Linked DNA regions of Anas platyrhynchos: region 1 is linked to region 2. The links are chromatin contacts, called in public Hi-C maps. All regions are on one chromosome and are shown on one strand. Each heading gives the region's core, a stretch centred on a gene start, on an enhancer-like site or on the middle of the called end of the contact. The rest is flanking DNA. Distances are from core to core; before and after follow the strand shown. Region 1 overlaps KIF21A (kinesin family member 21A). Region 2 holds the start of KIF21A (kinesin family member 21A).

What was found. Hi-C and Micro-C count contacts between places; a contact is called where the count stands out from the background.
Region 1: a Hi-C map of F1 follicle shows a contact between it and region 2, with 3 times the contacts expected there. The contact joins the enhancer-like site here to the promoter of KIF21A in region 2. A contact is called at or near these places in 4 of 8 Hi-C or Micro-C datasets (F1 follicle, liver, skeletal muscle and 1 more).

The regions. Positions count from the first base shown.
Region 1 is chr1:15,809,392-15,812,091 of IASCAAS_PekinDuck_T2T, forward strand. KIF21A (kinesin family member 21A) reads left to right here. Exons shown (of 37, transcript XM_027458910.2): 8 at 2,635-2,700. Among named protein-coding and RNA genes, the nearest start is that of KIF21A, 42 kb to the left of the region's middle. Within about 2 kb of position 1,345, at least 1 of the 8 cell types and tissues checked has an H3K27ac peak or open chromatin away from gene starts, as enhancers often do. A contact at or near this core is called in F1 follicle, where this site is marked.
Region 2 is chr1:15,767,444-15,770,143 of IASCAAS_PekinDuck_T2T, forward strand. KIF21A (kinesin family member 21A) reads left to right here and starts at 1,282. Exons shown (of 37, transcript XM_027458910.2): 1 at 1,282-1,540. The coding sequence starts at 1,497.

The DNA of each region.
Region 1 (2,700 bases), core at 95-2,594, 42 kb after region 2:
GCATAGAGACCAGGAAGAGAGGCTTGGGCTCTGGAAGCTCTAAGCAAACATGCACCATGAACATGTAGAAACACAAAAGGGACCATAGTTAAGTATGTTTTAGCAAGGTAGTACGTTTATTCCTCTGTTTAATCTGCTGTCCTAGGGGGCAGGAAGTATTCTGGGCATTTCACAAAAGAATAGGGAGAAGTGGAGGAGATCTCTTAAATCACTTCTCTGTTCTTCAGAGATATAACTTCAGTAACAGCCTGCACTATTGCAGCAGAGACACATAAAAAATGGGTAAAATAAAGGCTAGGATTTTCAAAAGTGTTTAACAGAGGAAGAAACCCAATAATAGGGAAAAATCAGGAGAAACTGAGCGCATGACTTCCAAGCTGTTTCTGGAAATAACTTTACAAATAGCATTTCTTGACTAATTTTATATCAAATACACCAGCCAATAGTCACTTTTCAAGCCGCTTCTAAAATTGCATTTTTACTGAAATATTATTTTAATTTGACTGAAAACACTTTTTGTTTGGTAGCTCAACTGCTCCCTCTTCTGTACTTCAAGAGAAATCACAGTTTACAGTAAAATGTGCAGATAGCAAATGCAGTTCCAGAGCATTTACAAGGACAGGAAGATATATTATTTCTGTTCCTGCCTGATGTTAATTTTTTTTTCTTCCATCCCTCATTTTTATTTATGTAATATACATGATAAGGCAGGAAAAATTAGTAGTTTGTTGTTAAGGAAGAGTTGCATATTATAACACAACTTAAAATTTCATATCCGTGCTTTAGCAAACGAACTGTGGGAAAGCTAAATTTTAATCAACATGCATTTTTTTTCCTCTGGGAAATCAGATGATTAGATTCCTGCTAGTCTTTTCCATAGCTTTCCAAATTCCACCCCAGGTACTACAGTCCACATTATCCTTTCTCTTTTGCGAATACTTAAAAAGATTTGCTATAGTGATTCAGGTTAAAAGATAGAATATATATTCAGGTTAGAATACATATATAATTCTGTAACAGTTCTGAAGCAACATTTAAGCATTAATGTTTCTTGAATTATTCAAGTTAAAATATGGAGCATGCCCTAGATTTCAGGGAGGCATTTTAAAAACTGGAAAAATAAAAGGAGTAGAATGGCATTTAAAAATGAGTCCACTACAAAATGCAGATAGGAAAGTGGAGTTTGAGTTGCTCAGTTTTTAAGAAAGCTAGCAGAACCAGTTGTCTGAGGCTTAGAAAAGGAATCAAATTCTGAACTGAAAGTACAAGTAGTTCTGATCTCAGAATTATTATTATTTCCTTAATCTAGCATGTTCTTATCTTTATGACTAAACTCCACAAGTCTGGGGAGGTGATGCAATGGTGCACAGGAGGTCTGAGAGAGAATTGCAGAAGCCTAGTCCTTTATATACTGAACCTTTCCCATGTCCTCAGGCTAGTTACTCTTTTTAGTTTAGTTTCCCAGTGTGTAAGGCAAATTTAATCGCTTGCCTCACAAAGGGTTTCAAGGAGTAATTTGTTTTTCTTGATCTGAAATTACAGAAGGTGAAGATCAGATCCAGTCTGCCTAATGCAGATACTGCTCCGTTGCCCTGAAGACATTGCACTCCTAACACAACCACCTAAGCTTCCACGTACAACAAAGAGAAGCACGTTCCTCTAAAGCCTGCTGGGGATGAGCCAGTCACCTCCTATATATGTGTTTTCCCCTGTCTGTTGAGAATTTAGGACATATTGGTGCCATTAAGCTAGGATCTACAGCTGAAGTTCTGGCTCTGACCCCTAGGCGAATAACTAAAACATTATGCTGGAGTGAAAGGCATTTTTTTTCTTTCCTTTTTTTCCACCTTTTCTTTCCCAGTCTTTTTCTTGGAGCAGGTAGCATGTTCTCACCTTGTATATCCCAAGATGGGATGGCTAGAGGGTGTAGAGGAGCCCAGAAAGTGGTTGTTTGTCTTGGGCATGGAGCTCAACTATTGCTCCTTTTTACAGAAGTGCTCCAAGCTTAAGTGGTGTTGCAAAACTTGGAATTAATACATTTCTTGTCAGGTCTACTGAGGATAAGTACTATCTTTTGGGCTTCTTTTGGTATAGCAGATACTTGGAGCTGAAGAATTTAGGCAGTTTGAATCTCAGTAGAAAAGTATAGGTGGAAGACAGATATTTTATGACGTTCTGGGCACATACAGGCAGCTGAAGATGAGTGTTTGGGCAGCTTCCAGATTAAGTGGGAAGGCACCTCATGAATTAATGAGTCCTGGCAACTAACACGATCCAATCACTATTTGAGGCCTCAGGTTGCCTTTAAGTACTTTAATCTCAGTTTACATGGGGTTAGGAAAACCGAGTATAATTTGAAAAAGATTTCTAGGAACATCAGTTAATTGCTTTTATAATTTTATATGTAGAACAATTAATGATCTCTCTCTTATACTATGCTAGGGTGATACGAGGTATTACAGTGCTGGAACTTTGTGGTTGCCAGTCTCCTGCTACAGTGAGCTAGGTCTAGAAAATTCTCACAAGTGTCATGAAATCATTATTCCTTTTTTCACCTTCCATATGAAGACCTGTTAGCCTCTGTACTCTTTTTGTTCTTGATTTGTAAAGCTAATCTATGTTTGTAACTTGCAGTCAAACTCTCATGATAGCGTGTGTGAGCCCGTCAGATCGAGACTTCATGGAAACCTTGAACACGTT
Region 2 (2,700 bases), core at 32-2,531:
GTTTCTGTTACATTAGCAGTGTAACTGTGTCAACAGGAAAGTATTGGATACATTTGGATAAGAAAGTATCCACTTTACTAAAGCTATTACAGCGAAAACACAATAACCTTTGTATTTTCCATGTTTGCTTAAGCTTTATTTTTAGCTCGAGTTGTAAATCTGATGTAAATAAATTATGATATATGATATACTATAGGAAGCCACTCACCGTGGAGCTATTATTAAATAGCTCAGTATAGTACAGGTAAATGCACAACACGGTCACGAGTGTTCAGGCCCCACTAGCTGGAAACGCCCTGAACTATGAGCTTTCCATCACTTTCATTTGGAAGCTATTTTGCACGAATGCTAACACAGTTAATCTGTGAGAACTTTATCTGTTATCTATAAAATATCAAGGAAGGAAAAAAAAAATTAGAAGCAAAGCATTTTGCCTATGGCATAAAATAGAGAATATGGCTGGAAGCCCAGGGAAAGTCAGGCTGTATTCTGCGTGCACCAGGTTCCTGAGGCGGCTGCAGCCTGAGCTACCTGTGCCCCCAATTTTCTGCCCTCCCAGTAAGTGTTATCTCTGCACATCTCAGTGATATGCTGCGGAGCTTAAAACACCCCAATTTCCATCAACATCGGAGCTGTGCATGGGGGTGTTGTGTGATTCAGGAGAGCACAGGAGACCACTGCTTTGCCCAGCAGCCTCCAGGCCAGCTGCTTTCTGGAAATGCTCCAATCCCTGAGTGAATTAAGAAAAATAGAGGAGGTTGAGCGAGCAAGGAGGAGAAACACGCAGAGTAATGATGACACGGTGGATTTATTCTCCTGAGGGGGGCTTGCTTGTGGAGGAGGTGGGGATGGCCAGAAGCCCTGTCCTACAGACCTCACCTGCCCACCTCTCACAGAGGCTGGGGTTAGCAGTGAGCAGTGTTTGCTACCAAGCAACCTGAAGCAGAAGGTTTTTAGCATGCTATTACAATTACAAATAAATAAATAAATAAATAAGGGCTTATTCTGATTGAAAGCCTCCCTTAGGAATGCGGCTTGTTTTGGGCAAAACAGCCGGGCTTGTCTCCCGGCAGGGGGTACCGCCGGCATCAGGAATTCCTGTCAGCGGGCGGTTGGGTTGGGGGGAGGAGGACGGCGGGCCAGACCTCGGCCGGGGGGGCTGACAGACAGACAGATGGACAGACAGACTGACGGACTGACGGACAGACTGACGGACAGACTGACTGACAGGCCGGCGGGCGGGCTGCCGGCTCTCCCCGCCCAGGGCCGGTGTGTGTGTGTGTGTGAGGGGAGGAGCGCCGCCACCTAGCGACTCGGGCACCCAAAATGGCTGGAGAGGGGAGGTGGAGGAGGTGAGAGGGGGGGAGCCGCTGCCTCCGCCTTCTCCTCCTCCTCCTCTTCGTCCTCCTTCTTCCTCCTCGTCCTTCTCCGTCGCCAGGGGACCCTCCCCTCCCCTCCCCGGCGCGGCGGGGCCGCTCTCCCGGCCCCCCGGCACCATGTCGGCCGGCCAGGACGAGAGCTCGGTGCGGGTGGCGGTCAGGTAAGAAGCGAGCTGTGTGTGTGTATGTGTGTGTGTGTGTGCATAGGGGGGAAAAAGAGCTGTAAAACCCTAAAAATATCGGGGCGAACCGCGGCCACACGCTGCAAACGCTTACTCATCGGGCAGAGGCAGCCCCTCGGCTCCAGCCGTTCGCATGGCGAAGCTCTGCAGGAGCAGCCTAGGATGATAAAGGTTTTTTTTTTCTTCCCCTCATAAACCTTGTACCTAAAATTGCATGGATGGGTCTCCACGAGGCTGCTCACCCTGCATCATGAATAACTCTCGGTAGGAGCCGTAGTGGGAGTGGAGCTTAAATCATTTGGAAACATCAGTGAATTCAAATTGCGCTTTTATCGGAGATAAAAATCTGGTGTTCATCAGTGAACTCTTGGCTCTCCTCGGTTTTCTATGGGAAGGTGTTATTGCATTGTTTGAAGAACTTCCAGATTAGCCCACGGATGTCTTCGCTTTCAAGATACCTTTACATAATTCAAATATAAGAGGAAATATACCTACGCACACATGTAGAAAACATCAATATTTGGGTTTTGGTTGCAATGCTGAATGATGACTTCTTTTTTTTTTTTTTTTTTTTTTCCTTTCAAAAAGATCCTTTATGTTATGTGGTGGTATTTGGAGTATTTGATATTTATAATTATACGCTGGTGCATCTGGAGCGTTGTGCCACGAGGCATCAGGCAGTAGGGGAAGGTCTGTACCTACCGGTTGGTCCTCGCTGCTTCCATTTCACCTTATTAGATAAATTTGGGTTGTGCAGGCAAACGGTGAGCGTGAATCATTTTTTGGGGATAAAGGCTGTAGGGATAGGCGATGCTGCTGAATGCTGTTGTGGGTAGGTGCTCGTGGGACCAACAGTTCAGTGGCACTTTGGGTAGACAGAGAAACGCCGCCCTGCACGCCAACGTGGGGCTTGTGCTGCGGGTGTTCACTGAAGCCTGCCTGCAGTAGTGCTGTCCGCGTGGAGGGATGCTGTTGTGAGTGGTGGCTGCTGAAGCCCTTTTTCACGTCAAAATACAGGGAGGTATTATTCCAGAGCGTAATTAGACCGTGTTTTCAAAAAGGAAAATATGAGATAGGTGTGATTCTAAAAATAGGGCGTGTTGCAGGTTAGCAGACTGCTCTGTCATTTGAAGAAAATA